2 separate regions of the Pan troglodytes genome follow, and region 2 is linked to region 1. Evidence: chromatin contacts called from public HiChIP or PLAC-seq data. All regions are on one chromosome and are shown on one strand. The core of a region is the stretch at or near the end of the contact, and the rest is flanking DNA. Distances in the headings are between cores, read along the strand shown.

The links. HiChIP or PLAC-seq counts read pairs in DNA pulled down with a chosen protein or histone mark.
Region 2: a contact with region 1 is called in an H3K4me3 HiChIP or PLAC-seq map of stem cell-derived excitatory neurons, with 10 times the contacts expected there. The contact joins the promoter of VARS1 here to the promoter of LY6G5C in region 1. A contact is called at or near these places in 1 of 7 Hi-C or Micro-C datasets (stem cell-derived neural progenitor cells) and 1 of 1 datasets of contacts at active chromatin or transcription factors (stem cell-derived excitatory neurons).

What each region holds. Positions count from the first base shown.
Region 1 is chr5:37,475,329-37,480,887 of NHGRI_mPanTro3-v2.0_pri, reverse strand. It overlaps LY6G5C (lymphocyte antigen 6 family member G5C), which reads left to right and starts at 3,113. Exons shown (of 3, transcript XM_054686760.2): 1 at 3,113-3,333; 2 at 4,315-4,482. The coding sequence starts at 3,213. It overlaps LOC134810192 (a long non-coding RNA gene), which reads left to right and starts at 489. Exons shown (of 3, transcript XR_010157684.1): 1 at 489-1,940; 2 at 2,185-2,356; 3 at 2,644-3,003.
Region 2 is chr5:37,590,310-37,595,868 of NHGRI_mPanTro3-v2.0_pri, reverse strand. VARS1 (valyl-tRNA synthetase 1) reads left to right here and starts at 2,264. Exons shown (of 30, transcript XM_518361.5): 1 at 2,264-2,651; 2 at 2,947-3,366; 3 at 5,077-5,211; 4 at 5,302-5,440. The coding sequence starts at 2,980. LSM2 (LSM2 homolog, U6 small nuclear RNA and mRNA degradation associated) reads left to right here. Exons shown (of 4, transcript XM_016955187.4): 4 at 311-798. The coding sequence ends at 436.

The DNA of each region.
Region 1 (5,559 bases), core at 1,864-4,363:
TCACCCCTCCCCGAAATAATTCGAGGAAATATTCCGCGAATGCTGGGGGAGTGTCTTGCCCCCCGGTTCCCTCAAGGCCCACGGTCGCTTGAATTCCACAGCAAGTCCTCCCTGACCTCTCAGGGCAATCCCCTCCCGAAGCCCAGCCTCAGCCTCGCAAAGCCTCTAGTCGTTGGCCTTTTCGTTGCGATTATATTCGAGAGGGAGCTTCAGAGGGCGCCGTGAAGTTCCCCTGTGCTTCCCCTTTGCCCTTTGCCCTCTTCGCTTCAAGAGGAGCCCTGGCTCTCTTATTTTTTTTATTTTATTTTATTTTATTTTTTTTTGAGACGGAGTCTTGCTCTGTCGCCAAGCTGGAGTGCAGTGGCGCGATCTCGGCTCACTGCAACCTCCGTCTCCCGGGTTCAAGCGATTCTCCTGCCTCAGCCTCCTGAGTAGCTGGGACTACAGGCAGGCGCCACCACTCCTGGCTAATTTTTGTATGTTTAGTAGAGACGGGGTTTCACCATATTGTCCAGGATGGTCTCGATCTCTTAACCTTGTGATCCGCCCAGCTCGGCCTCCCAAAGTGCTGGGATTACAGGCGTGAGCCACGGAGCCCGGCCCTCTGATTCTTTTTGTCTATCACTCTGTGCACTCATTCATTCAAGACATTTATGTAGGTGCCCCGCGTTCCTCTGCAGTTCTCCACTACTCTGGCTTTTCTCTAATACAATTTATTTTGTGTTATTATTTCTTTAAGACAGAGTCTCACTCTGTCGCCCAGGCTGGAGTGCAGTGGTGCGATCTCGGCTCACTGCAACCTCTGCCTTCCAGGTTCAAGAGATTCTCCTGCCTCAGCCTCCCGAGTAGCCAGGACTACAGGCGTGCGCCACCACACCTGGCTAATGTTTTTGTATTTTTTGATAGAGACGGGGTTTCACCATGTTGCTCAGGCTGGTTGCGAACTCCTGACCATGAATGATACCTCCACCTTGGCCTCCCAAAGTGCTGGGATTACAGGCGTGAGCCACCAGGCCCGGCCAATTTATTTTATTTTTAAAGTATTATCATTTTTGTTATTTGAGACAGCAGTGGCGCGATCACTGCAGCCTCGACCTCCTGGGTTCAAGTGATCCTCCCACCTCAGCCTCCCGAGTAGCTGGGACTACAGGCGCATGCCACCACACCCCGCTAATTTTTTTCAACTTTTTTTTGTAGGGATGGGGTCTCGCTATATTGCCCAGGCTGGTCTCGAACTCTTGGGCTCAAGAGATCCTCCCTCCTTGGCCTCCCAAAGTAATGAGGTTTCAGTCGTGAGCCACTGCACCTGGCCTAACACAGTTTTTTGTTTTTGTTTCTGTTTTTGGTTTTTTTGAGACGGAGTCTCGCTCTTGTTGCCCAAGCTGGAGTGCAATGGCACGATCTCGGCTCACTGCAACCTCCGCCTCCCGTGTTCAAGCGATTCTCCTGCCTCAGCCTCCCAAGTGGCTGGGATTACAGGCGCACGCCGCCACGCCCGGCTAATTTTTGGTATTTGTAGTAGAAACGGGGTTTCACCATGTTAGCCAGGCTGGGCGCGAACTCCTGACCTCAGGTAGTCCACCCGCCTTGGCCTCCCAAAGTGCTGGGATTACAGGCGTGAGCCACCGCAGTCCGGCTCTAATATAGTTTTTAAATTCATTCATTCCAAGGCTTTTGGGAGGCGCTCAGTGGCGTGCAGTTTCCTCTCGAATTTCTTTCTTCCCGCAGTCTTTCTGGGCGGGCGTCTCCCGTCTGTTTCTTCCCATCTTCCCCCTTATCATCCTGGGACTGGATAATTCTTGAATAGTCTGGGAGGTAGCAGGGAACCCGAGTTCGGAGCCTCGACCAGAACCTCCAGACGGGAAATTGGAGCAGGTGGTGTCGTTCCTGGACGCTGAGGACCCCCTCCTCCCCTAACGCACAGCCCAACGATCCTAAAAGTAAAAACCCTGAGTTTCTGAGTCAAGACTGAGCTGGTGGGGTGGGGACCGAGTAGGCGAGGATGGGGAGCCCAGCGGGTCCCCAGCGGAGAAAATGGGTGAGACGCCTGGGGCCGCGGTCTCCAGAATTCGCCTGGGAGGGAGAATGGCGCTACGGCGCCGCCTTCCTGGGGAGCCGCTTCGGGCTCCGGATATCCGCTGGGGCCCGACGCTTGGGTCCCGACGCGCGGTTCGCACTTTCCAGGTTTCTTCCCCAGGGAACAGAGCTTGAGCGGGGGGCCACCCCCCCGTCCTACCGGAGTTCTGAGGTGCGGTCAGGCGCGGAGAGCGGACGCCCAGCGCCAGATTCTGTGGGCTCCGGAGTTCAGGCCCACTGAGCCGCAGCTGAGCACAGGCGGGGCAGGAAAAAGGATGAGGTGAGGGAAGGCGCTGGGTTCCTGGAACCCCAAGGGGGCACTGAGCTGAGTACGTATCGCTTGGGATCCAGGTGTCCTTGTTTTAGGATGTCTGACAGGTGTCCCCAGGGTATGAGAAGTGGGACTGGGCACCCCCTATTTGCTTTTTTTTTTTTTTTTTTTTGAGACAGACCACATGTTTCCTATCTTGGAAAATGGTACCACTTCCTTGTGCAAGCCTACCCCTGTTCCCTCACCCCTCGTTCAGTCCAACAGCAAATCTGTCCAGTCTTCTAACTGTATCTCAGGTTCATTAGCCCCGCTTCCTCGTCCCTGCTCGTCTTCTGCCGGACCAGTCCGCCATCTTGTGACCGGACTCGGGAATAGCGTCCTACTTCCCGGCGGCCTCCACTCTTGACCCAAATGCAATGTGCAGCCATGGCAATCTTTTATAAACAGAAATCCGATCAAGTTACTCCTCTGCCGAAATCCCTCTGGTCAGTGGTTTAACTGTCGAGGTGCTCCTGGCAGCACTCTGCCCTCCCCACATCATTGCTGGTGGACTTGTCTCCCCTACTAGACTGTGCCCTGTGAGGGTGGAGACTGTGCAGGGTTGTATCCCCAACACCTGATGCAGTGATTCAATAAACATCTGTCCAATTAATAGGAAAGACAGTTCCTTTTCTCATTCCCCTATTGCTGGTCCCCTGCCCTCAAGCAGGATGTTATGCCCCAGAGTGGCTGTGGGTGCGAACATTCTGCCCCTCTGGCTGGTCTGGCACGGATTTCCACCCTGAGCTGGTGTTGCCTCTCTCCTTCCTCTTGGCCAACCTCTCTTCCACCAATATAAGCCCAAACTGGAGGCCAGCAGGCAGTCATGCGTTTTATGGCAGGCCCTGCAGGGAGCCAGAGTCTGGGTCCCCTGTGCTTCCACAGCAGCCCCCAAGCCCTCTACACGGTCCTCTTAATAGTGCTGGTCATGATGAGCTTGGTGTTTGGTAAGTGGCTCCAAGGGTTCAGAAGGGTCTCCTGGCCTGGATGGAGAAACCCACAGACACCAAGTGTCTGGGTACACCTGTCCAGGATGCTCAGGTAAACCCATGCAGGAGGAGAGATGGGACAGATGGGTTTGGTAGGGAATGCCTGCTCATGGACTGATGTGCAATCTGAAGATTTTTAAAAATTTATTATTATTATTATTTTTGAGATGGAGTCTCGCTCTGTATCCCAGGCCGGAGTGCAGTGGCAAGATCTCGGCTCACTGCAACCTCCACCTCCTGGGTTCAAGCGATTCTCATGCCTCAGCCTCCCGAATAACTGGGATTACAGGCATGAGCCACCAAGCCCAGCTAATTTTTGTATATTTAGTAGAGACGGGGTTTCACCATGTTGGCCAGGCTGGTCTCGAACTCCTGACCTCAGGTACCTGCTCGCCTTGGCCTCCCAAAGTGCTGGGATTACAGGCGTGAGCCACCGCACCCCTCTGAAGGAGATTTCTAGTGACCACCCCAGGGCTGTCTCACTTCACAGCAGTGACCTGAATAGAGATACTGAAGGAATCCTCTCCGGATCTGAGGGCAACATAGAATAGGGAGGGTTAGGGAGTGTGCTGGATGAGAAAACCAGAATCCACAGGATAGAACAAGACTGAGTCCAGCCTGCTGGGCTCCCCACTTGGCTGCAAAGCACCAGCCACAGAGACATAGGATTCAAAGTGTTGGTTTAGCACTTTCCTCTGCCTAACACCAAGTGCTCTGCTGGGTCTGGGGATTTGTTAACATGTGGTCTGGCCTTAGGACCAGAGGAAAAGGGGGATGTATGTGTATGCAATTGGGGAAGGAAGCAGAGAATTGGGGCTTTGATGGTTTTCTGAGACAGGAAGGGAGGGAGGAGTGGGGTTGAGTGGCCTAGAATCAGGCAGTGGTAGGGTGTGAGGTAGAATGGGGTGTGAGTGGGGTCAGCACTTCTCTGTGTTCTAGGTAAGTTTGTTCCTGTCAATTGGGAACCCCCTCAACCACTTCCATTCCCCAAATACCTGCGCTGCTACCGATGCCTCTTGGAGACCGAGGAGTTAGGGTACCTTCTGGGATCTGACATCTGCCTCACCCCGGCTGGCAGCAGCTGCATCACTCTCCACATAAAGAACAGTAAGTGGCCTTCTCCTGTCATGGGCCCAGCACTCTCCCAAACGGAAACTCTCTCAGCCTCCTAAGCTGCACCCCAAGTCTTGTTCCCATAATCCCATAAGACATTGCTCCAATCCTGTCTTTTTTTTTTTTTTTTTTTTTTGCTGCTCTGTCACCCAGGCTGGAGTGCAGTGGCGCAATCTTGGCTCACTGCAACCTCCACCTCCCCAGTTCAAGCAATTCTTGTGCCTCAGTCTCCCAAGCAGCTGGGATTAAAGGTGCACGCCACCACGCCCAGCTAATTTTTTGTATTTTTAGTAGAGATGGGGATTCACCATGTTGGCCAGGCTGGTCTCGAACTCCTGACCTCAGGTGATCCACCCACCTTAGCTTCCCAGAGTGCTGGGATTACAGGCGTGAGCCACCGTGCCCAGCCTCTCTTCCCTTTTCTTCAGAGCCACACTCTGTCTCCACTTCCACTAACCTTCTCTCCTCAATCTGTAGCTGAATAGCTTCTACCCTATCAAGGTGCGCAGCTTTGACGGGGACCCTCCAGATCTCCAGGTGCCCTTGCCTGTCCTCAAGCTGTCTGCTTCCGCATCTGTCTGCAGTTACTGCTGGTGTTGCTCTTCTCCTGCATCCTCCACGGCTTCTTCAGTCTCCTTCATGGAGCGTTTTCTCTCTGACCCTTAGTGGTTCATGTTCACCAAGGTTTGGTCCTTAGCTGTCTTCCCACTTCATATACTCAAAAGCAGAGGATTTTATCTGCTTTGCTGGCTTCAACCAGCAGCCACATACCACTTCCTTCTGAATCTGAATGTTATGTCAAACCGCTCTCCTCATATCCCGTTGACCACTGGACATCTCCCTCGCTGAAAATTGACTCCTTCCCGATGCCTGCTCTTCCACCGACCCCCCACCTTTCTTAAGTTAGCAAAAATGTAACACATAATATGTGCTAGGCACTGTTCTAAACACTTGCAATCCGCTGAGGCAGGTATTATTACTATCTGCATTTTACAGATGAGGGAACAGGTGCAGAAAGGTCATAACCTTGCCTGAGTCTCACAGATGCTGAGCCAGAATTTGTGATGGCTC
Region 2 (5,559 bases), core at 1,015-3,514, 120 kb before region 1:
AGGCGGAGATTGCAGTGAGCCGAGATGGCACCATTGCACTCCAGCCTGGGCAACAAGAGCAAAACTCTGTCTCAAAAATAATAATAATAATAATAATAATAATAATAATAATAATAATAATGGTGTTCATCTTCCTTTCCTAGTATCTCAACATCAAACTAACTGACATCAGTGTCACAGACCCTGAGAAATACCCTCACATGGTGAGTTGGGGTCTGTGGAGAAGAGGAAACACCTCTAAAGCAGGAGGCCCCTGGGTGGTTAGAGGACATTTTTAAGGGTGTTTTCATATTTGTCCATCTTTGTCTAGTTATCAGTGAAGAACTGCTTCATTCGGGGCTCAGTGGTCCGATACGTGCAGCTGCCAGCAGATGAGGTCGACACACAGTTGCTACAGGATGCGGCAAGGAAGGAAGCCCTGCAGCAGAAACAGTGATGGCTCCTCCTCCTCTTCCCCTCCCTCTTTCATTGGTGACCCATAACCCCAAGTCCCAGCCCAGAACCCCTAACCCCCAATACTTGAAGGGGTTTTGTTTTTTTACTAATGATGGTTTTGTGGGTTTTTTTTTAAGGGATGAGTGGATGAGAGGAGTAATAGGGAACAGCTATCCTCTCTTGAGAAGGGGAGGATAAGTAGGCTGGGAAACTTCAAAGCCTTCCCAGTCCCCAGCACATGCCTTTCTCACTACTTCTCTGGAGATGGTAGGAGAGTTTCCTAGGTCTTTCCAGGGCAGCATGTGATTCATTTGGGGATGGAAGGAATCTGTCCCGCATCGGGAATAAAATTTATGATGCAAATTTGTGTTTTGGTTCTGTTACTATGTGTTGGGCAGGGGGTTGGGACATGGAAAAGGATGTCGAATTCATCCAAGCCCCTGTTACTCTGCATTAACCCAGCCAAGAATCCAACTCAGCTTCCCACTACTCTCCTTGGTATAAAGCATATAATACAGTTGCTCTACACCACGTTTCCCCAACATGTCCCTACCTGTATGTTCTCCCTCTGGCCTTTTGCTTATACCATACCTGCAACTGAAGTGCTTGCTGTCCTTCCATTAATGTGATAGTGTCATAAGATACATTTCATGCTACCAGACTTCACCAATCCAACCAAATCAGTACATGTTTTCTGAATATGTATAGAAGATAAATACAAGTGATGTAATTTATATTTTAGAGAAAAGTTGTGACTGGGAATTACTAAACTTCATTCACTCATTCAGCAAATATGAGTTCATGATACAGATGAGACTTCTCAGCCTTAAGGGACCCTTAGAGACCGTCTAGTGTGACCCTCCTTTTTGTTTTTGAGATGGGAGTCTCACTCTGTTGCCCAGGGTGGAGTGCACTGGCTTGGTGTGGCTCACTGCAACCTCCACCTCCCGGTTCAAGCGATTCTCCTGCCACAGCTCCTGAGTAGCTGGGATTACAGACGCCCACCACCATGCCCGGCTAATTTTTTTTTTTTTTTTTTTTTTTTTTTGAGATGGAGTCTCACTTTGTCACTCAGGCTGGACTGCAGTGGTGTGATCTTAGCTCTGCAATCTCCGCCTCCCAGGTTCAAGTGATCTTCTTGCCTCAGCTTCCCAAGTAGCTGGGCTTACAGGTGTGTGCCACCACGCCTGGCTAATTTTTGTATTTTTACAAATACTGCAGCTCTGTCGCCAGGCTGGAGTGCAGTGGCACGATCTCGGTTCACTGCAACCTCAACCTCCAGGATTCAAGCAATTCCCTGCCTCAGGCTCCGGGGTAGCTGGGATTACAGGCGCCTGCCACCACACCTGGCTAATTTTTGTATTTTTAGTAGAGACGGGGTTTCACCATCTTGGCCTGGCTGGTCTTGAACTCCTGACCTGGTGATCCACCCGCCTCGGCCTCCCAGAGTGCTGGGATTACAGGCGTGAGACGGGCTTTCACCACCTTGGCCAGGCTAGTCTTGAATTTCTGACCTCAGGTGATCCGCCCACCTCGGCCTCCCAAAGTGCTGGGATTATAGGCGTGAGCCACTGCGCCCGGCCGTCACCCTTTTTTCATACATGAGGAGATGAGGCTCAAAGAGGAAGCTGGACGCCAGGGCCTCGGCAAATGGACCTCCCCTTCGGTCCTCATCAGGCGGCTCCCTGCTGGGCACCTCCCCGCTACCGGGTGGGGAACGCCCTCCACCGGCAGGGCCGGCCGACCCTCTTGGGCCAGTTCCCTAGCTGCCCGCTGGGCGCCGCCCTCGCCACCCGGCCGAGGACCCGCACAAGGTGCCCGTGGCGGCGCCTGACGGGAGCGTCGTGCTCAGGGGTGTCCTCTCGTCCTGCGTCCGCGCCCAGCGCCCCGCGCCCCGCGCTGTTCCTCGTGAGACCGGCGGGCGGCGAGCCGCGCGGCCCCCGGGGCAGTGTCGGACACGGCGGGCGCGCACTCGCAGGCGGGGCACGGCCGCCCCCGCCAGGACCCGCAGGCCCGGAAACGCTCCCTGTCACAAAGGGGGGAACACGTGGGCGCCGGCTGCCGGGGCGGCGATCTTAGGGAACTAGGGTCACCTGGAGAGCCGCCCACCGTCTCTGCCCGCTCGACTCCTCCGCCCGGGCCGCTCGGCCGGTCCAGCCGCGGCCGGCGCCTGGCTGTGAGGTGGATTCCCGGCCCAGTCTGACCATCTCCCTCCAGTACGTACACGCGGCTCGAACCCGCATCCAACCAGACGCCGACCCGCTCCTGATAGCCTTCCACACTCCCCGAAGCCCCGCGATCGTGGATAGTTCCTCTTCCCCAGGAATTCCCCACTGACACTGCCCCTCTGAGAGCCAGGTCCTCGGCTCCTGACAGCCTGCCTGGTCAGACCTTCAGTCCTATGGGACTCGGGTGTCTGCGGCGAAGGAGCTCCCATGAGGGTCCCCTCTCTACTCAAACATAGGACCCACCTCGATCCCGCAGTCTTCCCCTGTCTCTCTTTCTCCTTAGGTTTTTCCACTTCGTTCGGACCTTCTCATAACTATGTCCATCCTCTACGTCTCCCCTCACCCAGATGCCTTCCCCAGCCTCCGAGCCCTCATAGCCGCTCGCTATGGGGAGGCTGGGGAGGGTCCCGGATGGGGAGGAGCCCACCCCCGCATCTGTCTCCAGCCACCCCCGACTAGCAGGACTCCCTTTCCCCCACCCCGCCTGCCGGCCCTGGAGCAGGGGCCCGGTGGGCTCTGGGTGTGGGGGGCCACGGCTGTGGCCCAGCTGCTGTGGCCAGCAGGCCTGGGGGGCCCAGGGGGCAGCCGGGCGGCTGTCCTTGTCCAACAGTGGGTCAGTTACGCCGACACGGAGTTAATACCAGCTGCCTGTGGAGCAACGCTGCCGGCCCTGGGACTCCGAAGCTCGGCCCAGGACCCCCAGGTGAGGGGGTTGTACAGAAGAGGGGGAGGGGAGAAATTCAGAGGAGGGAAGCGAGGACCGGAATGGACAATGAGACAAGAAGGTAGTACATCAGATGTGGGAAAAGAGTGATCAAATCCCAGATTGCCAACTGGTATGGTAACCCTGGGCACGTTTCATAAACCCGCTGTGTCTTGGTCTTCCTATGTCTATGAACACGCAGGCAAGTTGATGTAATGCTTGCCTCACTGAGTTAATAGGATTAAAAGATGTGCGCAGAGCACATAGTTTAGTGCCAGGCACTTTTAAAGTCTCTTAGTAAAAGTTTGATGAGTCTGAAATTGATGAGGATAGAAGTTATTTGAATTGTAGGAAAAGACTGGGTGAGGGAGAGATGACAATTGCTGGGAGGAGATAAAAGAGAAATGAAATGAGGAAGGTAAGTGAGAGGAGAGATAACCCTGCCAGATTGTAACTATCAGTCCTTCCAAAGGAGACCTGTGCCTTGGTGTACTTTCAACTCTGCCTCCTTGCATGGTGTTGAGCACATGATGGAAAATTAGTATTTCTTGAATGGATGAATGAATGTGGCAGACCCTGACTTGCTCCCTCATATTGTGATCACCCTATCCACAATAGAGTCCTTGCATTCAGAATGTCTGTCCAAACAAACAAATAAAATAGAGTCCCTCTCTTCTGGAATTCCCTGTTTGTTCCCCTCTTTTATTTCTTTTCTTTTCTTTTCTTTTTTTTTTTTTGAGACGGAATCTCCTTCTGTTGCCCAGGCTGGAGTGCCACGGTGCGATGGTGCGATCTCAGCTCACTGCTCAAGCGATTCTCCTGCCTCAGCCTTCTGAGTAGCTGGGATTACAGGCGCCCGCCACCTTGTCCGGCTAATTTTTTGTATTTTTAGTAGAGATGGGGTTTTGTCATGTTGACCAGGCTGGTCTTGAACTCCTAACCTCAGATGGTCTGCTCGCCTCGGCCTCCCAAAGTGCTGAGATTATAGGTGTGAGCCACCACGCCTGGCCCCTGTTCCCCTCATTCTGCTTTATTTTTCTTCATAGGAGTTAAGAAAAATAGGGCACTTCATTTTATATTTGCTCATTTGTTGTTCCCCTACAAGAATGTTAACTCTACCAGGTCAGGGCTCTGTCCATCTGTTCGTGTTTTCCTCTCATTCCCTGGAGAAGTACTTAATACATATTTATTGATGTTCTGAACCTGGGAGTTATTGAGATGCCTCATATAATCTTTACTTCTATGCTTAACATATTGCATCTAACACATAAATATTGAGTAGGGATTTGTTGGATGAGTCAGAAGTTGTTTTTGTTTTTTTTTTGAGACGGAGTCTCGCTGTGTTGCCCAGGCTGGAGTGCAGTGGCGTGATCTCAGCTCACTGCAAGCTCCACCTCCTGGGTTCATGCCATTCTCCTGCCTCAGCCTCCCGAGTAGCTGGGACTACAGGCGCCCGCCACCACGCCCGGCTATTTTTTTTTTTGTATTTTTAGTAGAGATGAGGTTTCACCATGTTAGCCAGGATGGTCTCGATCTCCTGACCTTGTGATCCACCCAGAAGTATTTTTATTGTGACTATTTGAGTGAAGAAATGGGACTCAGAGGTGGTGATTTGTGAGAGTGGGGTGGAGGGAGGCCACATGAATTGGGTTGTGGTGGGAGATGGAGGTGGGCCAAACCTTGTCTCACACTTCTTCCCCTTCCTGCCAGGCTGTGCTGGGGGCCCTGGGCAGGGCCCTGAGCCCCTTGGAGGAGTGGCTTCGGCTGCACACCTACTTGGCCGGGGAGGCCCCCACTCTGGCTGACCTGGCGGCTGTCACAGCCTTGCTGCTGCCTTTCCGATACGTGAGTCACCAGGCCTGGGGAAGAACAAGACTGCTCTCCTCAGACCTCACTGTAGGGTGACTGAGAATAGTCATTTATTTCCTGTTCCAGGTCCTAGACCCACCTGCCCGCCGGATCTGGAATAATGTGACTCGCTGGTTTGTCACGTGTGTCCGGCAGCCAGAATTCCGAGCCGTGCTAGGAGAAGTGGTTCTATACTCAGGAGCCAGGCCTCTCTCTCATCAGCCAGGTGAGGAAGGGCGAGGAGTTGGAGGATAGGGGCTTCCCTGGGGCCTTCCATGCAACTCACTTTCTTTTTTTCCTAGAAATGGCAGAATCACTGGGGCAGGGTCCTGCGGGAGAGGAGGG